Linked DNA regions of Mus musculus: regions 1, 2, 3, 4 and 6 are each linked to region 5. Evidence: chromatin contacts called from public promoter capture Hi-C data. All regions are on one chromosome and are shown on one strand. The core of a region is the stretch at or near the end of the contact, and the rest is flanking DNA. Distances in the headings are between cores, read along the strand shown. Region 1 holds the start of Pop7 (processing of precursor 7, ribonuclease P family, (S. cerevisiae)). Region 2 holds the start of Ufsp1 (UFM1-specific peptidase 1). Region 3 holds the start of Zcwpw1 (zinc finger, CW type with PWWP domain 1). Region 4 holds the start of Zfp113 (zinc finger protein 113). Region 5 holds the start of Bcl7b (B cell CLL/lymphoma 7B). Region 6 holds the start of Irs3 (insulin receptor substrate 3).

Region 1 (4,369 bases), core at 1,781-4,280, 2.3 Mb after region 5:
TGTTTCAGGAGTCCTCTTTCCCTCTACATCCTAGCCAGCATTTAAGTTTGTTTGCTTGACAGCCATCCTGACTAGGATGTAATGCACTTTTAATTAGCATTTCCTGATAGCTAAGGGTGTTGATTTTTTTCAAATATTTATTGACCAAACTATTCATTCCTTTGAGCCTTTTCTCCTTCTTTCTTTCCTCCTTCCATCCTTTCTTTTTAAATTATTTATAGGCCAGATAGTGGTGATGTATATCTCCTGAGGCAGACAGATCTCTATGGGTTCAAGGCCAGCCTGGTCTTACAGAGTGAGTTTCAAGACAGCCAAGACTACACAGAGAAACCCTGTGTTGGAAAAAAAAATTATATTTGTATGTGATTTTGTTTGCAAGTATATCTGTGCATGGTGGGCATGCCCATGCCCAGGGAGGGCAGAAGAGGGTGTTGAATCCCCTGTCACTGGAGGAGCCAGGAGGGTTCTGGGAATTGAACCAGAGTCGTCTGGAAAAGCAGCTGGTGTTTTTGACCACTGAACCCATCTCTCCAGTCCCTCCTTTATGTACCTTCTATTCAGTTTATTAGTCCTTTAATTAAGGATTTATGTCCTGGTGATCTGGGGCGATCTTTGTAATTCTAGGCACAATCTCCTGTCAGATGTGTGGGTGGCAAAGGTTTTCTCCAAGACCGTAAGCATCTCTTCACTCTGCAGGTTTGCTTTTGAAACAAGAGTAGCCCAGGCTGGTCTCAAACCCACCCTCCTGCTTCAGCTTAAGCGTCAAGATAATATATGCATGTGATCACACCCAGGTCAGTTGGCTTTTCAGAAACAAGCCTGTGAGCCACTGTGTAGCTCCTAAAGCCAATCAACACGTCTCAGGAGAAAGCTTTCAGACGTTGGTTCTCTCCCATTACGTGGGCTCTGGGGATTAAACTCAGGCGGTCAGGCTTGCCTTTACCCCTGGAGCCATCTTGGTAGCCCCTCCAATTTCTCTTCGGTATTTAGTTTGGGCCCCGAGCCCATGGATGGAATGCTGCCATCCACATAAAGAGCAGGTTCTCCCTACCTCAGCTAAACACATGCCCAGAGGAGTGTCTACTGGGTGATTTTACATCTAAGCAAGCTGGCAAGAAAGATTAAACAGCTGAACTAGGTTGATCTCAGACTCTAGACTACCGATGCCCAGCAACACATGAGCTCTTCGGGAACAGGAATCAAGTGTAACAGTCAAAACTGTCAGTTCAAGAGCTAGGGGCTTAGCCGTAGAAGGGCTACTTAGAATCCACCACTGAAGAGCTGGGGGCGTGGCTCAGCAACAGTAGACTTACTTTGGGTAAAAAGGCCCTAGGTTTGACTACCAGCAAACAAACCGTCAGTTTTGCATGTGTATGTGTGAGTACCAGTACATGTGCTACAGTTTACGTGTAAGTCACCTTCCACTTCGAGCCAGGGTTTCTTGCTGCTGATGTTTATGCCGGAGCAGCTAGCCCACAAGCTAGCGAGGATTCGCCCATCTCTGATACCTATCTCACTGTAGAAGCATGGGAATTGGATTCAAGAGCTGCAATGCTCCGCAGAAAAATGAGTTCTGCTGATTCAAATATTCATGATTATTTGACAAGTGCCTTGCCTATTGAGCCATCTCCCCATCCCTCCCCCGTCATAATTCTTGTGGTTACTAGGAATTGAACCTCTGGCCTAATCCTATGCTAGGCAACTAGGTAACACTCACTAGTCACGATTCCTTTGCTGAGTTATATCCACAAAGAACTTCCCTCACCTTTAAACCTTCTCTTTTCCCAAGCCTGGGAACCATGAGAGCCGGATACATCCCAGCTGTAGCTAGCTCAGTCGATGAGTCTACTCTCTCATCTTCCTGAGAGCACACTGTAACAATTAAGCTTCCGTGTTACACTCAACAAATTTGATTCCCGTCATACTGTGGTTCAATGTGAGATGCCTTACTGTGGCCTATATACTTGCTCTTTCCTACCATTTTCCTATTCAAGTACACACAGAATTACACTAGGAAAAAGAGGCCATTCGAAGCCCGGCACCAACACAACTTAATAATTTATTATACAGGACAAGGAAGATTCACTTCTCGGGCTCTCCATTCTCAGTCCTCTAGGCTGAAGTAACAAGGTAACAAGAGGCTCAGGACAGAACTCAGAACAAGAGCCACTATGAAGCACTAGAAACCTCGGCCACATGGATGTGTGTGCTCAGAAGCCTTGGTGGGTCCAAGTCAGCCTCCCTTCAGTTACTTGGGCGTGACCCTGAAGACTCGGATGTGGATGGCTGAGTTGTTCCTGACCCTCGTCAGGGGCTCCCGAGAGTCAGTCTCTGGCTCCAACTCGTCCACCAGCTCCACGGTGGAGGTATTGGCGGCCACCTGTAGGGACCCAAAGCTGCCCGCCTGCAGCTGCAGGGCGATGTTGATGGCCCGGTTGATGGCCAGGCCCAAGCCATGAATGTAGATTTCAGTGCATGCGTTCTGCCCCCTAGTGCCTCCGTCCAGGAGCTTTTGGCAGCGAGCTAGCTGGGCCTTAAAGTCAGTCTTCATGTTGACATAAATGTCGTTGGGCCTCCGGGGCAAGCGGTGGGGAAGTCGCTTCCGAAGGGTGTACTCCACAGGGTCCAGCTCAGCCTCGATGGCACAGCGGGGTTCTCTGTTTTCTGCCATGCTCTGAGTCCTGGCATGGAGAAGGAACAAGATTCAGGGAGGTCAGGAGAATCCTTTCTTGCCCGGCTTTCTAAGGGTGCAACCAGAAGGGGGCGCCCTCAACACCCTCTTCCTTCCCAGTGTCTCAAGCCCTTCCACTTCCGCTTTCTCCACTCCCAGTTTTAATTCATTCATCACGTGGTTCCCATTCCCGGCGTGTCCACGCCTACCTTCTTCCTTCCTCAGTGCCCTTCACTCGCGTGAGCCTCGCCGACCGATCCAAGTGGACGTCGCTGGCCTCGATATGCAGAAGAAGAACGGAGAAGGGATCGGAAGAGGAACGCCGGGCAGGCTCGCCAGCAAGGGCTACGCACTGCGCACGCGCGTCCCCGCTCCAAGCCGGAACCGATAAGCTTATGGCCTTCTAGGCTTCCGTACTCTCCGCCTCCTTTCCTCGTGCGCGTGCGCAAGGCGATTTAAGGCTCGCGAGACTTGAGGGTTCGCAGGGTTCTAGTGAGCGCTTCGAAGGGCGGGACTAGCTAGCAGAGGCGGGGCTAATTGACAGAGGCGGGCCCAAGAGGGGCGTGGCGTGGATCGCCCAGTTCTCCCCTCCCCGGGCAGGGCGGGACTCGAGGATCGAGGCGGGAAGCAGGGCTGGAAAAGGGGGTTCGGGCAGCGACCCCGGGTCAGCATTGGAGCTGGGATCGCAGGGGCCGGAAGCCTGTAGTCCACGTCCATCCCACTTCTGAGCAGTGGAGTTGACAGCTGACCTCCCGCCCGACGTCCTGACAGCCCCGGAAGCCGAGAAATCGAAGGGATCGTGTCCACCATGATGGACTCCTCCCTCTGCGAGGGACCCACATGAGGTGCCAAGTGTTGGCAGCTTCCCGCCACACCTCTTAACTGTCCCGCCGCACTCGAGCTGCTTCCCGCGACCGGCAAGCCATGACCGGCCGCTCCCTGGCGGAAGGGACAGGAACTGCAGTGCTTGGGTTCCTAGCCCCTGAAAGTTAGTGGGAATCTGGATCTCTGCCCGCAATGGTAAAGCATTTGGACCGTTCCCTGCAGAAAGGCGTGAAGCCTGCTTTGGGGCTTCGTCCTAGATACATCTCCAGGCCACTTACCTAGGCTGAATCTGACTGAAGGCTGGAAAGGGAAGTGTGCACTCTGCTATATAGCCAACCTTGAACTTCTGATCCCCCTGCCTCCACCTTGTGAGTGCCAGGGTTATAACCGCAGGGACTCACTCAACTGAGATACATCCCTAACTTCTAGGATTTAGGTTAAAATGGAAGGTTTGACATGCTAGACCTCAGTTTACTCCGAGCTGATCTATATATTTAATGAACATTTAGAGGAGTCTCAGGAAGAGTTGCACATATAAACCAAAAAATCTTTTTTTGGGGGGTGGGGGTGGGGATAGGGTTTAACGATGTAGCTCAGGCTAGCCTAGAACTCATGCTCCTGCCTTGGCCTCCCCAGCGCTAATGTTTTAGGTGTGCACGACTGCACCATTTTAATAAACTTATCCTAAAACTTATGGCAAATAAATAGACTGAATAAAATGATTTTGTAACGTTGTTGGACTCAACTGTCTTAGCAATTACGAGCACTTTCTGCTCTTCAAGATGACTCTCTTGAAGAGGACTCGAGTTTGTTCCCGGTACCCATGTTGAATGTTAAGTCCAGCTTCAGGAGACCTGACACCCTCCTCTGGCC
Region 2 (4,133 bases), core at 38-2,537, 2.1 Mb after region 5:
AGGGTTGGAAGGAGGGGAGAGAGATGGGGTGCAAAACACAGGGTGTAATCCCTCTCTTCTCCACCTCCCCAGCCACGGAGGCTCCTTGCACCTGCCCAAGCCCCGCCCATGGGGAGGCGGCCCCGAGGCCCGGGCCGGACTTAGCCCTGTCCCTCCTCTTCTTCCTTTTCCTCCTCCACTCCGGGCTTCCGTGGCTCTAACTGCAATCCTTTCCCCTTCTGGTCTCAAAGCACACTTACTCTAGTGTGTAGCTGAGAAGGGGCCCCTCTCAGGGATACAGAACCCCACTCCATTCTCAAGCCGAGACAAAATGGACAGACTCAGGGATCTTTGTTAAACAAAAATTCAAAAAACAGGATTTTTTTTTTTTTAATGTAAAAAATTATCCTTTGGAGCTTGAGCCTGGTGTTGAGGGGAGAAGGATCCGGGGCTAGTTGGCGTCAGCCAAAGGGCCTTATAATCGCCAACTATTTCTGTATCTTCTCTCTTTTCCCCACTAACCCATGAACCCTTCTCCCACTCTGATCCTGTCCCTCCCCTCCGTCTTCCGGTGATTTTTATCTCTTCCTCTCCTTCCTGTTCCACCTCTCCCTTCATTCTCCGGATCATCCACTGTTCTCTTTCCACCACCCCGCTCGGCCTCCGACAATGCGTGTGTGCCGGCGCACTCACGACCGGTCTCCACTACCCGACCTGTTCCGTTTCTCCCACTCTTGCGGGGTGCCCTGGCCGCAGATACTCTGGACGAGGCGGAGCGCCAGTGGAAGGCCGAGTTCCACCGCTGGAGCTCCTACATGGTGCACTGGAAGAACCAGTTCGACCACTATAGCAAGCAGGAGCGCTGCTCAGACCTGTGACCCCTTGGGGGACCCCAGGTCCTGCCGCCCTGCCCGAGCCCCTAGCTGTATATACACTATTTATTTAAGGGCTGGGATATAATACGACCGAGCCCCCAGGCCCTGTCCACTCCTCCCCGACTTCCTCCCACTAGGGGCTCCCCATCTTCTGCATGTCTTGGGCTAAGCTCCCCTCCCCGCGGTGCCTTCGCCCCTCTGGGCCGCCAATAAACTGTTACAGCCACCAGAGTCTGTGCAACACGCGGGAAGTTGGGGCGGGGATGAGGTCAGAGACGCTGGGAACAGAAGCCTCGGGATTGGTGAGCACTGAGGCACCCTGCCCGCAGCATCCGGCGGAAGCAAGCGCTGGGCCCGCCCCTAGGGGCGGAGCCTGCGACTGCGCAGCCAGGCTGGTTTGCCGGCGCCTTTTAGAAGGCTCCTTAATTCGTCTGCCTGTGGAATCATCTCTCCTGCCGCTAGCCTGCTTGCTGAGAGTTCTCCGGTTCTACGTGCCCACACTGCCCGTAGCTAGTCCCAGAAAACACCAGGAACCCGGAATTGGCCCTGCCTCGATGACAGCTGCTCTACCGAGCACCCTGGAGCTGCTGAAGGACGTGCACCTGGGCCTGCCTGTGCCCTGCCATGATCCCGCCCGACTGGCCCTCCTCTCAGGCCACTACCTTTACTATCACTATGGTTGCGATGGACTGGATGACCGTGGCTGGGGATGCGGCTACCGCACCCTGCAGACGCTGTGCTCCTGGCCAGGGGGCCAGTCCTCGGGCGTGCCTGGACTGCCAGCCTTGCAGGGAGCCCTAGAGGCCATGGGCGACAAGCCCCCCGGATTCCGGGGCTCCCGTAACTGGATCGGCTGTGTAGAGGCCAGTCTCTGCCTAGAACACTTCGGAGGACCTCAAGGGCGCCTATGCCACTTGCCCCGCGGAGTAGGGCTTAGGGGAGAAGAGGAGCGGCTTTATTCACACTTTACAACGGGTGGGGGCCCAGTAATGGTAGGAGGAGATGCAGATGCCCAGTCCAAGGCCCTGCTGGGGATCTGTGAGGGGCCAGGTTCAGAAGTCTATGTCTTGATACTGGACCCACACTACTGGGGCACTCCAAAAAACCGTTGTGAACTACAAGCTGCTGGATGGGTGGGCTGGCAAAAGGTAAAAAGCGTCTTTGATTCCAATTCCTTCTACAACTTGTGCTTCACCAGAAATCTCTGAATCACCACGCCCTACCTGCACCGTTGGGTAGATCCCAGAACTGAGACTAAACACAGCCACCTATTTACTTCGCACAGGCCCCCACCGCGATCAAGTTTGGGCCTGGCACAATGATACGGGCAGGTGAATCTGAGTTCAAAGCCAACTTGGTCTACACAGCAAGGCCAAGCTGGAATTAGAGATACTGTTCTGAAAAATAATAAATTGGCGTAATTCAGCTTACTATGGCCCAGCCTGTGTTTGGGAAGGGACATACAGCACACAGTTAACACACACTACCAAAGTGTTTTTACTAGCGGGTAAAATAACGTACAAAAAACTTTTCAGCTGATGGGATAAAGTGGTCACGGGTACTGATGTAGCAATGCAGGAGGGGACATGGATGGCTCAAAAGAAGTCAACATCATCCGGGGCATCCAGGTCCCGATACTCCACTATGGCCCTTGGGTCTCCTCGAACCATCCTGTGAGATAAAGGAAATGTGAACAGATGTCCCTATAGTCAGAGACGGGGAAAGGCAGCCTGGGCATCGTTCGTGCTCACCTGTTCCGAGGTTTCCCAGGATAACCGCCTTGGCCTCGAAAAGCATCATAGTTCCCACGGCCGGCACCATATGGAGCATGGGGGTATGGAGGCCCTCCTGTTGGGACTGCAGGGCGGACAGCACCAGCTATGACAAAGACCCAGGGTGAACTAAAAACTGACCTCAACCTCAGCCTAAGCTTTGTAGCCGCCTACAGACACCAAACCCCTGCACTGCCTTTCCACACTCACCTCCATAGCCCAAGATGGGAGGCCGGGGCTGACCATATGGCATCAAGCCCTGTGGCGTCTGATGTGGGTAGGGAAGTCCTGGGGTCAGGCCTGGGGGGAGTACAACACGGACAGGAACATGAATTACTGCGGGGGAGGAAAGGGACTGACAAGAATTCTAGGAATAGGGCCTGAAGGTTAGTGGAGCACACTTCTCAAAGTAGAAGAAAGAAGTCAAAGGTATGGCAGCCACCACAGATCGTATCTTACTCTGGGCAGGGCCAGGTGGCTGAGCTGGCTTGATCTCAGGCAAAGCTGGGCGCTTGGCGTCTGTGAGAAAGTTATTGAAGAACGCCACCTCCTTCTTCACCTCCTCGATCTTCTCGGCATGCTTATTGAAGATATGCTTGCGCACAAACTCCGGGCCCTGGGAGGAGCGGATGAGGACGGACAGCATGCTGCAGTCTCTTCCCCACCGAACCCCGCTGGAAGGTAACAGCTTCCTCCAGGCTTTTAGGGGTTTTGCTACCCAAGCCCTCCTCCCAATCTACCCTCACAATTCTTTTCACATCTCAGACCTTGAATTTCTTGCCACTGAGAGGACATAGCCACTTATCCTTGCCCAGTTCCTGCGTGTTGGAGGTGACAAACTTCTCCACTTCCTGCTCTGGGTCTTTTCGACCCATCTTCTGGGCCTCTTCCTCAGAAAGGGATTCACGCACACTCAACAGTGGAGTCAGTTTCTCCTCAAATGTCTTCTGCCACTCCAGCACTGTGTGGGTGACAAAGGCAAGCTGAGAGGGAGACTGGAGCAAGGGGGAAGAGGAGGGACAGTAGACAGAGGTTGGCCATGAAAGACAACATGAGGGACCTGCAACGTACCTTCTCCGTGACTAATTCGGTTGGGAGGCATGGGCCCCCGAACGTGGATTATGCCACAGCGGTTGGGCATCTCGTCTTCATTAGGGTACTCACAGGTGTTATAATAATCCAGAGAATGCACAATACGCAAATAGAGAAGAAGTTTATCCAAGACCTGGGGGGCGGGGAGGGTGGACACACAAGGTCACTATTCAGCCCCGATACAGAAAGCCGCATGCCGCACTCCCCTGGACGCATGCTCCAGATGGTCGGAACTGGCACCTTGATCAGCTTCTCATCTCTCTCCACGTTGATCTCGGCTGGGTTGCCCTCCTTGGGAGGCTCCTCAGGAGGGGGTCCCCCACTGCTCCCCAGAAGCTCCTCCTCCTCCGCACTCACTTCCTCAATCAGGTAGTCAGTGATGTTCTTCAGGATGGGGTTTTGCGAGGGGAGGCTC
Region 3 (4,668 bases), core at 1,377-3,876, 2.6 Mb after region 5:
TTGAGTTCATAGGGTTGAGGGGCATCACGGTTCTGGCCTCTGTTTTGCTGCTGCTGCGTAGCACCCTCCCCATGGAGTGAGGGCGTGAGAGGGTCAGTGGGCAGCACGGCGGCGTTGCTATCATTCCCTCCAGACGCCTGCTGCTGCTGCTGGTGGTGCGGTCCCCGGTGTCTATGGCGCTTGCGACCAATCTTGAGTGGTGAGGCAAGCACTACATGGGCCTCGTCAGTGCAAGTGTTGAGACTGAGCGGGTCAGTAATATCTTTGGGGATGAGGATCTCCACAGGGTCTCGCCCCTTGGCCGGAAGTGGGGATGACTTTGGGGTCTCCGCATTGAGTGCGCGACTCACTTCCTCATCCAGGAGGCTATTCAGGTTCAGTGGATCAAATATGTTACCCCCCAGAAGGAAATTGGATGGTAACACAGAGTCGCAGTCTGAATTCACTCGCCGGCGCCTCTTGAAGGCCGGATGTTTGAAGCTTCCACCGCTCCCTCCCCCCACGTTACAGCTATTTCTTCTTTTGCCCCCACCACCCCCAGGGGGTCGGTGGGGCTGGTAGCCATTGCGAGGTCGAGGAGGGGCTGGGGGACCCAGGTCCGTCCCGCCCCCTCCCCGGCGCTCCTCCCCCACGTCCGCAGGAGCGGCGGCTCGCCCGTGGGGCTCCCCGTGCGCCTGTGCCTGGGGGCCGCCCCCTCCGCTGGCTGCGGCCCCGGCCGAGTGCGCGCGAGGGCCCGGCCCGTGTTCTGTCCCATCACGGAGCTCCCCGGAGGCAGCCTCTTGGTGCGATTGCACCTCGGGGCCGCCCCCTCCGCCCGACTCATCTTTGAGCGGCGGCGGCGGGGCCGGCACCAGAAAGGGCTCCTTCTCCGCCGCCATCTCGATCATCTCCTCTCCCTGTTTAATTTCCCCTTCTCAAGCGAGGGTACTGAGAAGAGAGCAAGGGGAAGCCCCCTGTAACCCTTCCTAAGACCACCTCACTCCCTCCTTCCCCGAGTGCGCGCGCAGCTCTGCCTCGCGCCTCCACCTCCCTCCCGCGACACACCAAGCGCGCTCCACTCGCCCGCGAGACCAAAACAAGATGCCCGCGAGACCCGGACAAGCCGAGGAACCAACTGCGCGTGCGCCGACTCCCTTTTCTCCGCCACTACCACTCTGCCGCGAGCGCGCACGACGGGCGCGCGTCCCGCTCGCCCAGGACCCACGCATGCGCGCTCCGCCACCACCCAGGCTGCGCGCGCATCGGGAGTGCGAACCAACTTAACGGCTCCGAGAGTTTAAATACAGCCCCCCTCCCTAATTACCTCACCCTCCCCCAGCCCGAGACGCCCACCGCCCCACACGGACACCCGACTTCCCTTCGCTGCTAAGTCCAAGCCCTACTGATATCCTTTGTCTCTGCCGTGCGATCCCACCCACCGTAGGCGGGGAACGGGAGCTGGTGTGAAAAGGTCTCCTTGACACCCGACCCTTGTTCCTGAGGAATGAGGCTCCGCCGTCTCCGCCCGGCTCTAAACCCAACAACCTCCCTGCCCCGCCTCCTTCCTCCCCCATCCCCGCCCCTCCTGGAGAGCGCCTGCGCACAGTCCTTTTGGACTTGCGCGGGTTGAAGGGGCAACACGTGCTGGAGATGATGTTCCGCCCCCTCCGCTCTAGGGGCGGGGAGTGTGACGTCGTTTCCTTAGGTTCATTACACGCAGCGTGCGTCAGCACGTTTCCAAGGGGCGTGCATTCCCAGCGAAAGAGGCGGGCTCATGAATTATTCATGAGCGATCGCTGGTCTTTTCCCCACCCCTTCCCCCCGCCCCCAGCCTATCTCATTAGAATTAGGACTTAGGAGAACCTGAGGAGAGGATGATAAAGTAGGCTAAGGAATCGAGACCATTGTCTCAAGAACTGTTATCAATAAAATGCAATATATTATTTAATATATTTTCTGAATTGAAAACAAACAAGTACTAAAACATCGAGATTGTCCAAACTCCTCTTCCCCTGAAATGGCCCAGTTGTTCAAGCGGCCCTCCTCCTTCCACCAGGGACAAACATCTAGAGAACTACGCCTTCCTCTCCTCCCTACACCTACGTCAGGCCTCGGACGCCGCTGCCATAGTGCAGCGCCTGCGTATCGGTCCCTCAGCGCCACCCGCTAGCGTTGCGGATTTTACAGCATTATCCCTGCAGCTAGACACACCGCGAATGTGGGCGGGAAAGGGTATCGACCTGTTTGGGCTCCTGTTTCGGCCAATGGGAAGCACTGATTCTATGCAGAATCCTCAGACTGATGGCTGGCGGAGTTTCCCAGTCCACAGACTATTTGTCAGGAAAGAGCACTGTAGAGGCAAGGGGGGAGCTCAAGATGGTTTCAAAATTTAAGAGGGTGACGACAACTAAAAGGTAGGGAGTGATAGCACGAAAACAGGAAAGAGAAAGCGATTTGAGGCAGAGATAAGAATGAAGTGCCTAGGGCGCTTCGCAGGATATTATGGGGGGGGGGGCGCGGAACTAAAGATGTCAGCGAGGATTATGGAACTTGTAGTTTCACTAGGCTTTCGTTCTTAAGATGGCGGGCTACTCCGGCTGCGCAGACGCAGAAGCAACTTCCAACTGCGCACGCGCAGCACCTGAGCGCACGCCGCTTGGGGGCGGAATTTGTCCGTGTCCTCGCGCCTTCTCCTGGTGGCGGGAAAAGTTGCTCGAGGTGGAAGGGATGTGCGGAATGGCTGCGACAGCGTTAGCTGCGCTTCACCTTTAGGTCCTCGTCGCCCCAGAAGGTAGTTGTCTTTTATGCGACTGCAGAGGAAAGTGTTAGTTGTGGTGACTCTCGGTACCTGTTGGCTGAGGAGAAATTTTCTCTTCGGAGCCACAGCGGACCTTAGCCCCTGCTCTTCAGAATCGCTAATCTTCAGAACAACAACAACAAAAAATAACCCAGTATTGCGGAGGGAAATGAGGCGTTGTGGGACAGCGAGGCTGAGCGGGAGCAAAGGGGAAGAGGCTTCCATGGTGGCGTTCTTGGTCCGGGAGAGTAGCGAAGCGTTACTTGACGCTCTGAGGGGAGGCGAGGGTTGTTTGCCTGGGTGAGATCTCTGCTTTTAATGGCCGTCGCGGAGAGAATTGGTAAAGAGAGAGGAAAAGTAGAAGACCACTCAAAGGCCTCCCCTCCGCTGTGGGGTTCAGTATACATGGCCCCGCATCTTGCTATCTGTAAGCAGAAAGGACGCGCGCCCGCCCTGCGAAGGCCTAGGGCACAAGGTCCTCGAAGCAAGAGCATCCCCGAGGGCAGCCTGAGGTCGGGACACGGGGGTTGGGGGGAGCGGGAGCGATCCAGAGATTGCGGTCAAGGATAGAAATGACTTTTTTTTTTTTTTTTTCCGAGACAGGGTTTCTCTGTGTAGCCCTGGCTGTCCTGGAACTCACTTTGTAGACCAGGCTGGCCTCGAACTCAGAAATCTGCCTCCCGAGTGCGTGCGCCACCACGCCCGGCTTAGAAATGACATTTAATGTCACGAAAGAAACTGTTTTGCTCACAGGTGACCACACATCTTCGGGGTTTCTTCCACCACCTCCCCCAACCCCCACCCCACCGCGCCCCGAGCCAATACACTTTACTGTGAATTTTATTTGTAATGTTCTGTGGGAAGTCTCGTTTGGGTAGTTCCTTCTGAGAGTAAATCTGGTGAGGGTAGGTAGAACATCTTTCTTTCTTTGATTCTTTCTTTATTTCTTTCCTTGTTTTCCTTGTTAAACGTTTAAAAGGTCTGCAGAACACAGATGCGTGCTCACAAAGTGAACTTAAAAACAGGTAAAACATGAGAATAGGCAGGAGTTCATAGGCTATTAGGCAATGTCAAAAAGCCATCAATTCCGTATTAAAGGGAATGAAATTTTCATTTATTCTATCATTATCATCATCATCATCATTTTTTTATGTGTGAATGCTCAGTCTGCATGTACACCTGCAGGCCAGAAGAGAGCATCAGATCCCTTTATAGATAGTTGTGAGCCATCATGTGGTTACAGGCACCCCTGGAAGCCAGTGCTCTTAATTCTTGAACCATCTCACCAGCTCCTCAGTCAGTCCCCCTCCCCTCTGCCTACACAGTGCTGCCATGCACCACCACTGCCAGGGCCCAGGACAGGAAATTTTTAAGTGAATTTATATTTTTTAAAAGTTTTATCACCCTTATTTATTTGTTGTTTGTTGGATGTGTGTGTTTGTGCACATGCTGTAGAGCATGGGGAGGCCAGAGGTCATCCTGTCCATGTTGTGTCATCCTGTCTGTCCATCCCTGCCAATCAAGTGGGATCTGAGATCAGTTTCAGATCATTAGGCTTGGGGGCAAGCACCCCTACCCACTGAATTATCTGTAAGCATTTATTCATTTATTCATTTGTTTGTTTGTTTGCCTGTCTGTCTATCTATCTATTTAGCCACCTATCTATTGCTTATTTGTTTATTTTCTGAGACAGAGTCTTGTCTGTATCCCTGGCTGTTTTCAAGGTCACGTTGTAGCCCAGACTGAACTCAAAGTTGAAGCAACAAACTTCCTTCAGTCTCTTAAGTGCTGTGAGTATAGCCGTGAACCCCTGGTTGTGTTAAACTATATTCTGAAATATAGGAGGCTTTGTGTGTGTCTATATTTGCTTTTGTTTTTGTTTTGGAGGGACT
Region 4 (4,835 bases), core at 44-2,543, 3.0 Mb after region 5:
TTTATTGGGTAAGAATCAGGCTATAGCCCAGACTAGCTTGGAATTCACTGTATAGGACAAGTTGGCCTTGCTTCATTTGCCTCTGTGCTGGGATTAGATGTGAGCAAGCCAATTTGGCTAATTCCTGGAAATTCACATTAGGTCATTGTTTCTCAAACTTGTAGGTCGTGACCCCTTTGAAAGTTGAATGACTCTTTCACAGGGGTTACCTAAGACTATTGGAAAACACAGATATTTACATTACTGTTCTTATCAGTAGCAAAAAAAATACGGTTATGAAGTAGTGACAATAATAACTTTACGGTTGGGGGTCATCACATGAGAAACTGCATTAAAAGGTCATAGCATGAGGAAGGTTGAGAATTTCTGTTTTAGGTTCTACCAGTTCTGTATGATTAAGGGGTCAAAATGGGGAAATCGGGTTCAGTTTATGTCTAATATAGGTACTTAAGAAGTACGGAGGGTAAAGGAATGTGCTAGGAACTACCAGCAAAGACCATCACATACTGTCTTTTCAGTACACCCTAAGAGAGCTGAAATGGACTAAGGTTCTCTGTGTTCAACTAGGTTCTCAATGTTTTAGCCAGCTAATGCACTGGACATACTCGGCCACTTCTGCAGGGAGCCGGCCCCAGCATGTCCACGAAAAGGTATCAGTCAGTAAGCTTAAAAAAAAAAACAAAAAACAAAACAAAAAAACCCTATTCATAGCCATAGGACATGAGATCTTGGTGAGGTTACGGAGGACCCGAGTTCGCACCTCCTCCCAAGCCCTAGTTCTCACTGCGACCCAGAACTACTGTCTGGTTTTCCGATCCAATTAAGGAAAAACTTCCTTCTCCTGCCCTCACACAGAAATCGGTGTGCTGAGAGTACCAAGTTAGGGTGGCAATCTGTCATCAGTTGTTTTAAAGAGAGGGAGACCTCCGTAGCGACGCTAGGAATTTTAAACACTGGGGCTGGGGACGGTAAGAGACACAAAAGCAGACCCGGAGTCCCATTACGCGACACCCGGGATCACGCTGCGCGCCTGCAGCTAGGGTTGCGGAGCTGGACAGCGACTGCAGGAGGAAGGTGGGCCCAGAACCCCGGCGGGCCGCGGACGTGTGAACACCAACCCCCTTCCCCGGAGACCACAACTTCCACCTCACCGCGAGTCCGGGAGATGGCCCCACTCACCCTGGGGACAGGGACGTAAGACTTAGGGGGCCGGACACGAAACAGGTCCTGTTGGACCCTGTTACAGACCCACACAACGGAGAACAGAACAAAGAACGGAAACTGCCCCTCCCCATATCGTTTCCGGGTCGTCCTTTCTCACCACCCAGGACAACAAATGCCCACTTGCTCTCTCTAGGAAAATGGGAGGTCTTCATCTCTCGATGGTACGCTGATGGTGCTGTTCTCGATGGTGCTGGGAAACAAGGGCACCAGACTGCGCCACTTGCTGGCCAGGTTGGGAAGGGACGATGCGTAAGCTGAAGAAGTTGGAGGTCCAGGAAATTCAGGGCACAAGTTCTAGTGGCTCTGAGAGAGAGAGTACACCATCACCTCCATAGCAAGAGAGAGAGTACACCATCACCTCCATAGCAAATATATGAAACTTGAAGAATCCTTTAATATAAATGTGCACCATTGGCTGGTCGTGATGGCGCACGCCTTTAATCCCAGCGCTGGGGAAGCACAGTCAGGCAGATCTCTGTGAGGCCAGCCTGGCCTATGATACAAAACAAAACAAACAAACAAAAAAATAAATAAATAAAAGTGCACCATGGGTTTTGGTTTTTGTTTTGTTTTTCTGGTTTTTTTTTTTTTAAGATTTATTTTATTTATTATATGTAAGTACACTGTAGCTGTCTTCAGATACCAGAAGAGGGAGTCAGGTCTTGTTACAGATGGTTTTGAGCCACCATGTGGTTGCTGGGATTTGAACACAGGACCTCCGGAAGAGCAGTCAGTGCTCTTAACCACTGAGCCATGTCTCCAGCCCCCGTTTTTGTTTTTTTTTTTTTTTTGTTTTTTTGTTTTTTTTTTTTTACTCATCAATTTTTCTTTAATTATTTTGAACATTCTCACTAATTAAGAAAATATTTTATTTCAAAACTTCTTATAGTAGAAAAAAGGATTACCTTTTTAACATGATTTCTCCACTGCTTGATAAGTATAATAGTTATATTTTTAAAATTTGGAATTTATGTTGGTGCTAATGATATTATATCCAAAATAGCACCATGGGTTTTTTTTTAAAGCACTCAGCACTCAGTTTTTAAAAGATTTATTTTAACCAGGCAGTGGTGGTGCACGCCTTTAATCCCAGCACTTGGGAGACAGAGGCAGGTAGATTTCTGAGTTCGAGGCCAGGCTGGTCACAGAGTGAGTTCCAGACAGCCAGGGCTACATAGAGAAACCCTGTCTCAAAAAAAGCAAGACAAAAAATTATTTTAATAGATTTAATATTTATTTGAAGATTTAGTATTTTAATGAGTGTTTTTCTCCTGCATACACACACACATACACACACACCTGATTCAGATATAGGTCAGATGAAGCCATCACATCTTCTGGAACTGGAGTTACGGTAATGAGTGGCCATATGAGTGCATGGAATCTGGGTCCTCTGGAAGAGCAGCCAGTACTTTTTTTTTTTTTAAAGATTTACTTATTATTATTATTATATCTAAGTACACTGTAGCTGTCTTCAGATGCCCCAGAAGAGGGCGTCAGATCTCATTACAGATGGTTGTGAGCCACCATGTGGTTGCTGGGATTTGAACTCAGGATCTTCGAAAGAGCAGTCAGTGCTCTTAACCACTGAGCCATCTCTCCAGCCCACAGCTTTGCTTTTAGATTGCTTGACTAGCCTGGCTGAAGCCCTGGGTCCCCATCCCCAATGGTGCATAAACCAGACAATATGGTACAGTACTGTATTCCTAGCATTTGGGAGGTGGTGGCAGGAAGATCAAGGACTCAAGTTCGTTCTTCAGTACATACTGAGTTCAAAGCCAGCTTGGGCTACATGAGACACATAAGTGATTCTGCACTTACGAGCCTGACGTGGGGTACACATCTGTAATTGCAGTACTTTAGAGCCTGAAACAGAAAGATAGTCAAAAGTTTGAGGCCAGCCTCAATTGCACACTAAAACTCGGTCTCAAAACAAATGATAATAATTAACAAACACATATTTAAAATGAGCTTCCTATAAAGGCTCACATTTGGGGTTCAAGAGGTACCCTGAGACATATTGTGGTTTGGGGGTAAACAATTTATTTTAAGCATTATTAATGCTACAGAGATTGTGCTGGAAGTTGTGAAGAGATTTCAGGCCGGGAGACTAACAGGAGTAAGGAGTACTATTGCATCTTACAGGTTTTAGAGAGGTAGGTAACCCCATTCCATGTCATGAATGACTAGTCAATAGTACACGATAGAGGCACGCACTCTTATTCCAGGACTGGAGTTCATTTCCCAGTACCCATGTCTGTACACTCACAACCACCTATGACTCTAGCTCCAAGGGAAAGAGGAAAAGTTTGTTTCTTTAGCTAATGCGTGTCTATCATATGAGATGTGCCGCCTGTAACCGCCGATTGCTGGGGTTTGGTGCACCGCCTTAGGGGAAGTGAGGATTGCAGACTGGTCAGAGTTTATTTTTTATTTTTTGCAGAAGCTGTGAGGATGAAGAAAGAGGCTCTGCAAGTCAGTATAGCCTGACTAGTCCTAAGCCCAAGCCTAACATGTTCCAATAGACTCTTTTACTTAGTCAATTAATTAATTAAACAGGGTATCATTCTGAAACTCTAGCTGTCCTCTGACCTATGCTGGGGTATGCACATTATACACACACATACACACACACTTACACACTCAAAATAGAGTAAAAAACAAAGGTGTTCTTCTATACACTATTATTGTTTTGTTTTTCTTTCTTTCATTCGTTTTGTTTGTTTGTTTGTTTGTTTGTTTGTTTGTTTTTCGAGACAGGGTTTCTCTGTGTAGCCCTGGCTGTCCTGGAACTCACTCTGTAGACTAGGCTGGCCTCGAACTCAGAAATCCTCCTGCCTCTGCCTCCCAAGTGCTGGGATTAAAGGTGTGCCCCACCACACCCAGCTTGTTTTGTTTTTCGAGGCAGGGTGTCTTAGTCAGGGTTTCTATTCCTGCACAAACATCATGACCAAGAAGTAAGTTGGGGAGGAAAGGGTTTATTCAGCTTACACTTCCACATTGCTGTTCATCACCAAAGGAGGTCAGGACTGGAACTCAAGCAGGTCAGGAAGCAGGAGCCGATGCAGAGGCCATGGAGGGATGTTCTTTACTGGCTTGCTTCTCCTGGCTTGCTCAGCCTGCTCTCTTATAGAACCCAAGACTTCCAGCCCAGAGATGGTCCCACCCACAAGGGGCCTTTCCCCCTTGATCACTAATTGAGAAAATATCCCACAGCTGGATCTCATGGAGGTACTTCCCCAACTGAAGCTCTTTCTCTGTGATAACCCCAGCCTGAGTCAAGTTGACACATAAAATCAGCCAGTACACAGGGTTTCTCTGTGTAGCCCTGGCTGTTCTGGCATTTGGTTTGTAGACCAGGCTGGCCTCAAACTCCAGAGATCTGCCTGCCTCTGCCTCCGGAGTATTAGGACTACAGGTGTGTTCCACCACTGCCTGACTTTTTAATACATTATTAAAATCTGCAAAAAAAAAAAAAAATCATTCCAAGACAGATGAAGGGAACCCAGCTTTCCTTGAGCTCTAGACAGGGGTTGAGTGTTTTAAGAATATTGTTAAATTGCTGTTAGCACTAATGATGACCTTCCCTTCCTTCAGTTTTTCCTCTAATG
Region 5 (4,113 bases), core at 34-2,533:
AAGGATGACCTTGAACTCTTGGTTTTCCTGGAACTGCAAGTAAACCTCAAAGTTGATTCAAACAAGTCCCTCTGGGCATGCAACGTCAGCTGTGGGTCACCTCCTCCTTCTATTGGGTCTGTTATCACTGCTTTTCACTCCCCTCTTTCTTTTCTCTTTTTGTCCTTCCTCAACCCCCCAGAGAAAACCTCTGCATATCCCTGGTTGTCCTGGAATTCACTCTGTAGACCAGGCTGGCCTTGAACTCAGAAATCCACCTGCCTCTTCCGCCAGAGTGCTGGGATAAATGTGTTCATCACAGTCCCTGGTCCAGAAGTTCTTTCAAAAGAGAAATATTTATGTCCTCAGTACTTGGTCCAATGCACAGAACACAGGCAATGTTTTATCCAGAACTGAATTCCCTGACAGTGAAGTGGAATGCTAAAAGTATGAGCCAGGTGCAAAATACTCAGGAAGAGCCGCAGTGTGACCTGGATGTTGGAAAAGTAGTTGATTCAATCAGAAGAAATTTCCAGGTGGGTAGCTGAGAATTCGAAGACCAGAAGTCAAAATGAAGGAAGGTGTGATAATGACTCCGGAACACAGCTATTTAGACAATGATGACACAGATCTCCTTTTAGGTGAACATGCAGCGCATAAATAATTCCTTGAAGGGTCAGGGGTCATGGGGGATTAAAGGACTTGATAACAGCCTAAAACTCACTAGTGAAAACCAACTTCTACAAATTGTCCTCTGTGCCATATACATGTAAAGAAAAAAAAAAAAAAGAAAGAAAGAAAGAAAAAGAAAAGAAAAAAAGAAAATTCCAACCCCTTTGACCCCAGCACTTGGGAGGCAGAGGCTGGTAGATCTCTGAGTTCAAGGCCAGCCTGGTCTATAGAGTGAGTTGCAGGACAGCCAGGGCTACACAGAGAAGGAAACCCTGTCTCGGAAAAGCAAAATGAAATAAAATTTTCCGGTCAAATGCCATGGCACAGAGCACCGGAGAGGCAGAATCAGGTGGTTGTGAATTCGAGGTTGGCCTGGTCTACAGTATTGAAAATTCCCGGGCATGCATTGAAGCAGCAGGTAGGGAAAGTGGTGACTTGGAAACCTCATCCCACCACCACCCTCGCAGCCTCGCCTGGCCCACACCACGTGCGGACGACGATGGGCTCAGCCTGGCAGCAAGAGGGCAAAGGGTCTCTGGAGGCGCACAGCAGGGACGCCCCCGGGCGGGTGCGCAAGCGCGCTGAGGCCTTGAGGGCCCAAGGGGCGGGCGGGTGCGCGCGCTCCCTCGCGCACGCGCGCACGGAGGGGGGGCGACGGCCGCGGTGACGTGCTGCGGTGGCAGCGGGTGGACGGCGACGCGTGAGGCGCGTGATATCCCGCGTCTTGGGAGCACTGTCCCGGCCCCCAGCCACTCCCCGCCGCCGCCATGTCCGGCCGTTCGGTCCGGGCCGAGACCCGTAGCCGGGCTAAAGATGACATCAAGAAGGTGATGGCGGCCATCGAGAAAGTGCGGAAATGGTGAGGGGCGGGAGCGGAGGGGTTGCTGACGTGGGGTTGCGGGAAAGCCGGCGCGGAGGCTCGCCATACAGGAACAGGCAGGATGGGAACCAAGAGGCCGGCCCTGGGGGGAGGGGGCCGGAGCCAAAAAGCGAAAGGAGGGCGCGCCGGTATCGGCGTGAATTCAGAGTCCGCGTTCCCTGTAGCCAATCAGAAAGACGGTCGGCTCATGGCCCCTCCCATAGCTGTCATTAGCCGCTTCCGGCCGCTCTGCCTGGGGCGGGGCCTGGCGCTGCACAGTTGCACTTCCGGTGGAGACCTCGCGGAAATGCTGCTTGGCGGCTCCGGGTTCGGTTTCCGCTCCTGCGCAGCACAAGTGTCCGGTGATGTCCGTTGTTGCCGACTATTATACGATATAAGTGGTCGAAATTAAGCGGAAGTTTGTAAACATGGCACTTTTGGAACAGAAATTCCTGATATCTTGGATCCTTAGCCAGCCCACTCGCCATAGGTTTGCTCTTGGCGACCAAGGTACCCTGACCCTGCAAATGTTTATTGCAAACCCAGAACAATTAGCGAACAATTTAGGTCAGGATTTTATTGCTTTAAATTGTTCTGAACCAAGCCTCTGAGCCATTCACTTCACTTAACGATTTGTAATTTCCTTACTGTTTTTTGACCGGAGCTCCCTGAGGACCGCAGGCTGGCTTTAGGCTGGCAGTGATTCTTCTGCCTCAGTTTACCCAGTAGCTAAGAGGCCGCGAGAGTGGTTTGTTTGTTTTTGAATCAGTGTCCCCAATCCTTTGGCTGTCCTGGAACTCTCTTTGTAGGCCAGGGTGGCCTTGAACTCTCAAAGACCCACCTGTCTGTGTTTCCCAAGTGTTGGAAAATGTCTGCATCTTATGGCATTCCTCTGTTCCTATGTAATTCTCAAGTCTCTACCCCCTTTTGTTTTTTATTGGTAAGGAAAAGTATGTAGGCTAGAAAAATGGCTCAATGGTCAAAAGCACCTGGCTGCTCTTCCACCACATGGCCCCTAACAGCTCTTCTCCAGTCCCATGGGATACCATGTCCTCTGGCATCTGTGGGCACAGCACGTGTGTAATGCGCAGACACACACGCATGTAAAGCACCCACACACATAAAAATAATAAAATGCTCAAAAGAAATTTCAATGTAGGTTCCTCAGAGACACATTTTGAAATTCTAGCGAAGGTCACCTTCACAGAATTTTCCTTAATTATATTAGGTTGAACTGCAAGACATTCCGCATATTTGAACCAACTCCCATCCCCTAATTCTGAGGGTAGTGCCCACCACCTTGCTCACTCGTGATAATTTCTCTAGCACTGAACTATATATATCTACCCCAGCCCCATGTTTGACTTTTTAACTCAAAACTACTAACACTGCAGCAAAACACACCTATAGTCCCCTAGCTACTCAAGGAAGAGCTGGGGACTTGAGTCCTAATCATCATAGTGAAATGGGCCAAATGCCTTAGACCTGTGAGCTCAACTACTCAGGAAGCTGAGACAGGGGGACCACAAGTTTAAGGCCAATCTAAGCAATTTAAGAGTCCCTACCAAGGAACAAAAAAGACAAAACAAGCATTTTGAGCGAGTAGGGATGTTGCTTGGAGGTAAAGTACTTGCCTAGCATGGCCAAGGCCCTGAATTCCATCCCTGTCCCCCTCCCAGCACCCCCACACACACAAACACACACACACACACACACAGGAGGAAATGCTGAATGAGGTGAGGGCACACCTGGTTCATTTGGATTTAGAAATATTTGAGGCCTTCAGAGTTTATCTCATGGTGATCTTGAGTAAAAGCCACACAAACTTTTCTTGCTTTACTAATAGGGTGTTAAATCTGCCATTTCTACCTCAGGAAGACATGGAGGGGAGGGGTCAGTTTTGTTTGTATGGTGGGGATGGAGCCCATACCCTTGGCCAGGCTAGACCAGTGCCTCCTCCCACTGTTGTAGTTCCTGGCCAAAGAGTCACAGGCTACAAAGCTGTAGTTTTTCTCCATGAGTAATCTCAGTTACCCAGCATGCAAATGCTGCCTGTTCCTTTCTTGTGATTGTGCTTCCTTAAATGGAAGATGAACAGAGCAGCCTAGAGAGACTTAGAAATGATCTCAACCATCCTCATTGACTTCGTCTGCTGGCGATCAAAGTCAGGACCTGTGCATGCTGATAAGCCTGTTAAGACTGAGCCGCACTCAGTGCCTTTCATGTCCTCCTCCACCCTCAATTTGTGGCAGTCCTCCTGCCTCAGCCTCCTAGTGCTAAGATTACAAGCATACCCGTGAAAGCCACCGCACTCCCCACCCCTGGCTTTCATCTCCAGCTGCTGATTTCCTCGTGTCCAAACCTTCAGGATAATTTGATAGAGAAGTCTAGAAAACATTACAGATCAGAGGAGCAATCTGCTGAGACCCAGAAAACATCGTTAATAAACACAAGAAGTGTGCTTTATTAATTAATGCTCACCTTCTAGGGAGAAGAAATGGGTGACTGTGGGTGATACCTCCCTGAGGATATTCAAATGGGTGCCTGTGACAGATAGCAAGGAGGTAAGTGGTGGCGGCGGCGGCGGGGGTGGATGGGGGACA
Region 6 (4,254 bases), core at 1,676-4,175, 2.5 Mb after region 5:
CACATAGTACCCCAATAACCACAGTCCATAGTGTACCCTGCCCCCCACTCCTCCACGGGTGCTTTCTTCTCCCCCAAGCTGTTTTGTTGACAATAAATCAGAGTTTGCAAACCAGGCTGTCTGCAGTGGGACATGGGCTGCGGATCAGGCTGGGTCCCATTATACCATTTTCTCTTCCTCCAGGCCTCCTTACTCATTGGTCACACACTGCATGGGGTGGGGAGATCCATTGAGCAAGACAGTCAGGGAGAAGGGCACCTTTAATGGGTGGGTTGGGCTGCACTCTGGGAAGTGAGGAACTCGTTTGTGTCTGCTGGGCCCAGAGAAAGGTCAGGTGAGGACTGGCTGCTTGGGGAGCACTGGCTGCTTGAGGAGCACCGTCATGATCCCTGATGCTCCTCCCATTGTTTCTGAGCCTTAGGAATTCCGCTCTGGCTTGAAAAAAAACAGGGTTAGGATAATGTTTTGGCTGAGGAGACACAATGACATCTAGCTGCCAACATGTGAGGGGACAGAGCTGTCCCAAACCAGGATGAGAGTCTTCATCCAGGCTTGGGCCACAGCTAGCCTGAGACTGATTCTGTGGGCATTCATCTGAGAAGGGTTTTATTTGTTTGTTGCTTGGATTGCGAGTGGGGGGAGGGCTGGCAGGGCAGAGAGAAGTTCTAGTGTTTTCTCTGAAGAGTCTGGTTCCTCGAGCATGGCTTCCTGAGGGCTTCCTAGGTGGTACAGCTGGAAGGAACAGAGCAGGCAAGGGGGCAGCAGAGCAGCTCATGGTGGCCTCAGGGTTCCTGGGTCCTGTGTGCAGGAGCTGAGCTGAACAGTACTAAGGTCTCTTCTTTTCCTCTCTTCCCTGACCAATGCCTGGGTCTCCTCACCTGACTACCTCCCAAAAGTTCTAGAACTTGATGCTGGCATAGCTATGTGGACTCTTCCCTGGGGCTGCTCCAGGAACCTCCAGGGGAGGGACCAGGTCCAGGTCCACATAGTTGAGGCAGCTGTCCAGAGACCCCAGCCTAGCACTGTCCGTTCCTACATAGTCGGGGATGGACATGTAGTCCCCAGAGAGCTCTGACCCTTGGGAAGAGCGGGGCTGAGCCACTGTGGGTCTCCATCTGTCTCTAAGGCTACAATGGGCACCCGGATGCCCAAGTTCAGACTCCCTGGCCTTGAGCTCGTAGTAAAAAGGCCCAGGTAAAAATCTATTCATGGGCACATACTCTGTGCTCTCACAATCCTCGAGCTGCTTATTAGGATCTGCCCTGGCAGGGGTGGGAGGAAGGCCTGGGGGCGCCATCCACATATAGTCACCTGCTTCTCCTCCCCCCATGTGGACATAGTCATTCCTGACTCCCATGGTGATGTAGTTCCCGCCCAGATCTAGTCCCTTGTAGGAGTGTGTTGACCCCATCCTTTCCAGGGGCTTGAAGTAGTCCTGCTTTGCTCGCTCACTGGGGCTTCTTGCTTGTGCTGCCGATGCAGGGATTTCATATGGTGTCGGGGTAGGAGCTGCAGGAACACTCTTTGGAGGATTTCCCTGTGGCGGTGGCTCAGCTTTGCCAGCTGCATTGCTCCCCAGCCGCTTCATGGCAGCCAGGACTGTCTCATGAATGCTTTGGGCCACCACTGCATCAGGAGCCTGCAGCCAGAGCTCACCAGGACCAATGGGCGCTGAGCGCCCGAGTTCCAGGAAGAAAAAAGAGTCTGCGTGGCCACAGCGGCGCACACTGAGCAAGGACAAGCGCAGGACTGGTGGTGGCGTTGCCCGGCTGTCTCTGGAACCTTTGCTTCCAGGCTTTCGCAGGAGGCTCAGGGCCCCAGAACCCAGGCACAGGCGATAGCTGCCGCTGCTCAGGCCTTGTGCTCTCCCCAGCCCCTTGGACCGCAGTGTCACAGGCCAGACGTCCTGGAATGGGGCGAAGATCCAAGACTCAGGGGCCTCTTGGGGACTGAAACCTGGAGAGAATTGGCAAGTCACCGGGAGGCAGGGGTTGGGGTCACCGGGTCCCAGGTGACCAAGACGTTTTATACGTCTTTTTTTTTTTTTTTTTTTTAGCTTAAGATTTGAACCTCAGGCCGGGCGTGGTGGCGCACACCTTTAATTCCAGCACTTGGGAGGCGAATTTCTGAGTTCGAGGCCAGCCTGGTCTACAGAGTGAGTTCCAGGACAGCCAGGGCTACACAGAGAAACCCTGTCTCGAAAATAAAAAAGATTTAAACCTCAGTTGATCTGAGGGAAATGGGTTCAAGATAAACTAAGTCGGCAACCCCCTGACCTCCCCGTCGCTCACCCAAGGCTCACCCATAGCAGTAGCAGCAGCGGCTGCGGCGGTGGCGCGCACCTCGAGCAGGGCGCTGTACCATGCTTGCTGCTCTGCTTCGCTGGCCGCCGCCACGCCCAGGCTGCTGTCGCTGGTATAGATGACGATCAGGTGGCGCTGACGGGCATCCGCGCGCTTGCTAATAGTGCAGGCACCCTCCAGGCTAACGGTACGCCGGGGTCTAGGTGGGCGGCAGCCGCTGGCCAAGAACTTCTTCTCGCTCTCGTAGCACTCCAGGCGTGGTGGGTCAGCGCGCAGCACGAAAAAGCGGCGGCGCTGGGACTTCTGCTTCCTCAGATGGCCACAGAGCCGCACGTCGGGCAGGCAGGGCCAAGGAAACGGTGAGCCGAGGGACACGTCGGTGCACTCGCCCCCGGAGGAGACTGTGGGGCCCGTACCTGCAGGCTTCATTTCCAGCCAAAGACAGTAAACTGTCCCCAGAAGGACTGATTTGAATGGGTCTGGCCCCCTGAGCTACCACCCGCTTGGAACAAGTAGCCCTGGGAAACTGCAGCCGGCCTAGCTGCCCTGCATCTCTCCACGCCCTCTCCTGACTTGGAGTGAACAAGGAGCCTGTACACAGGAGTGCGTGTGTCCCAGTGGCCAGTGACACCAGGACTCCTAGGTCTAAGGGAGGCTGACCTAGCTGGGTCAGCCTCCTTGTTGGAATCTCCACCCCTTCAAGTTAACCCTCCCACGCCCGAGTGCAGGAATTTGAGTTTAGGATTCATAGGCTAGAGTAGGAGCCCTGCACCGCTGGGACCAAACTTTCACAGGGGCGGGGAGTGAGGGGGGGCATCTCTACCAATCAGCTGACTGGATGTGGGGGTGGAGGAGTACCGCCAGAGGCAGCCCGGGGCAATCTCGAAAGCCAGAAAGCCAGGGTGCAGAAGAAGCGGCTGTGGTTAGCAGTGATGGCACTAGTAATTAGAAGAGTGGCCTGGCCTAGCGGGCCATCCTGATAGCGGCAGTTCTCCAGGGAGGAGCCTCCGAACTGAGCCTCTAGTTGTATAGGTCCTCAGTGTTCTTTCCTTTCCTACCCAGAGATGATCTTTGTGTCTTTGCTTCTGAGCTATCTGAGTTTGGGTTGATGGATACCCCAGGATAGGAAAACCAAACTAGATTGGTCTCTGGTAACCAACCGCACCCCCACCCTCTCCAGATTCCCACGCATGCAAATGTCCACTGAAGGATGTGTGAAAGAGGACTTAGTCTCTCAGAGACACCTTCCTCAAAGTGCCCCTGACCACCAGCCAAATGCCAACTTGAACCTGATGGTGGCTGTGGTCACAGGAGCTGGGATCCTGTGGCAGACGTCCTGGTGAGCCCGTGTATCCTGAGAGGTTTGGGTGGGGCTGGAGATCATAGGCCACAAATGCACATGCTTATTGGAGGCTGGAAGACAACCTCTCGTATTCCTCAAGAGCGATCCCTCTTGTTTTTGAGACAGGCTCACTAGAACTTGTCTAGTAGGTTCGATTTGCAGGCCTGGAAGGCCTCAGGCCTATCATATGTCTGACTCCACTTCCCCTGCCTGAGGTTACAGTGCATGCTACCACACCCAGCTTGGAAAATAGTACGTGTGTTGTACAGGCTGTCCCCTGCATGTGGTCAGAGGTCAGCTTTTGGAAGTGGGTCCTCACCTTCTACCTTTTTTTGTTTGTTTGTTTTTGTTTTTTCGAGACAGGGTTTCTCTGTATCGCCCTGGCTGTCCTGGAACTCACTTTGTAGACCAGGCTGGCCTCGAACTCAGAAATCCGCCTGCCTCTGCCCCCCAAGTGCTGGGATCAAAGGCGTGCACCACCATGCCCGGCTAGCCTTCCACCTTTTTGAAGCAGGGACTCTCTCTGCTGCCGCACTGTGTACCCCAGGCATTTAAAGATAGTAGTGGCCATTATTTTTTTAGGCAGGGTTTCTCTGTAGCTCTGGCTGT

Evidence for each region. Promoter capture Hi-C pulls out the DNA fragments that hold promoters and counts their contacts.
Region 1: a contact with region 5 is called in a promoter capture Hi-C map of pre-B cells, with 4 times the contacts expected there. The contact joins the promoter of Pop7 here to the promoter of Bcl7b in region 5. A contact is called at or near these places in 3 of 39 promoter capture datasets (liver and pre-B cells) and 1 of 9 other capture datasets (liver).
Region 2: a contact with region 5 is called in a promoter capture Hi-C map of pre-B cells, with 2.3 times the contacts expected there. The contact joins the promoter of Ufsp1 here to the promoter of Bcl7b in region 5. A contact is called at or near these places in 3 of 39 promoter capture datasets (liver and pre-B cells) and 1 of 115 datasets of contacts at active chromatin or transcription factors (astrocytes).
Region 3: a contact with region 5 is called in a promoter capture Hi-C map of pre-B cells, with 5 times the contacts expected there. The contact joins the promoter of Zcwpw1 here to the promoter of Bcl7b in region 5. A contact is called at or near these places in 2 of 39 promoter capture datasets (liver and pre-B cells) and 1 of 484 Hi-C or Micro-C datasets (CD4 T cells).
Region 4: a contact with region 5 is called in a promoter capture Hi-C map of liver, with 6 times the contacts expected there. The contact joins the promoter of Zfp113 here to the promoter of Bcl7b in region 5. A contact is called at or near these places in 2 of 39 promoter capture datasets (both in liver).
Region 6: a contact with region 5 is called in a promoter capture Hi-C map of liver, with 2.9 times the contacts expected there. The contact joins the promoter of Irs3 here to the promoter of Bcl7b in region 5. A contact is called at or near these places in 3 of 39 promoter capture datasets (liver and pre-B cells) and 1 of 115 datasets of contacts at active chromatin or transcription factors (large pre-B cells).

Annotation. Positions count from the first base shown.
Region 1 is chr5:137,499,399-137,503,767 of GRCm38.p6, forward strand. Pop7 (processing of precursor 7, ribonuclease P family, (S. cerevisiae)) reads right to left here and starts at 3,031. Exons shown (of 2, transcript NM_028753.2): 1 at 2,881-3,031; 2 at 2,041-2,681. The coding sequence starts at 2,671. The coding sequence ends at 2,249.
Region 2 is chr5:137,293,382-137,297,514 of GRCm38.p6, forward strand. It overlaps Ufsp1 (UFM1-specific peptidase 1), which reads left to right and starts at 1,288. Exons shown (of 1, transcript NM_027356.2): 1 at 1,288-2,283. The coding sequence starts at 1,409. The coding sequence ends at 2,062. It overlaps Ache (acetylcholinesterase), which reads left to right. Exons shown (of 5, transcript NM_009599.4): 5 at 736-1,085. The coding sequence ends at 857. Srrt (serrate RNA effector molecule homolog (Arabidopsis)) reads right to left here. Exons shown (of 20, transcript NM_031405.2): 14 at 3,959-4,132; 15 at 3,698-3,851; 16 at 3,394-3,587; 17 at 3,086-3,242; 18 at 2,837-2,938; 19 at 2,606-2,732; 20 at 2,323-2,525. The coding sequence ends at 2,450. It overlaps Mir8116 (microRNA 8116), which reads left to right and starts at 399; the gene lies at 399-495. It also overlaps Mir7036.
Region 3 is chr5:137,785,176-137,789,843 of GRCm38.p6, forward strand. Zcwpw1 (zinc finger, CW type with PWWP domain 1) reads left to right here and starts at 2,627. Exons shown (of 17, transcript NM_001005426.2): 1 at 2,627-2,770. It overlaps Mepce (methylphosphate capping enzyme), which reads right to left and starts at 1,526. Exons shown (of 4, transcript NM_144913.3): 1 at 1-1,526. The coding sequence starts at 887.
Region 4 is chr5:138,154,451-138,159,285 of GRCm38.p6, forward strand. Zfp113 (zinc finger protein 113) reads right to left here and starts at 1,294. Exons shown (of 5, transcript NM_019747.4): 1 at 1,180-1,294.
Region 5 is chr5:135,167,089-135,171,201 of GRCm38.p6, forward strand. Bcl7b (B cell CLL/lymphoma 7B) reads left to right here and starts at 1,284. Exons shown (of 6, transcript NM_009745.2): 1 at 1,284-1,510; 2 at 3,999-4,074. The coding sequence starts at 1,419.
Region 6 is chr5:137,642,789-137,647,042 of GRCm38.p6, forward strand. Irs3 (insulin receptor substrate 3) reads right to left here and starts at 2,926. Exons shown (of 2, transcript NM_010571.3): 1 at 2,303-2,926; 2 at 244-1,956. The coding sequence starts at 2,732. The coding sequence ends at 899. It overlaps Sap25 (sin3 associated polypeptide), which reads left to right. Exons shown (of 5, transcript NM_001081962.2): 5 at 1-114. It overlaps Gm20605 (predicted gene 20605), which reads left to right. Exons shown (of 22, transcript NR_033148.1): 22 at 1-108.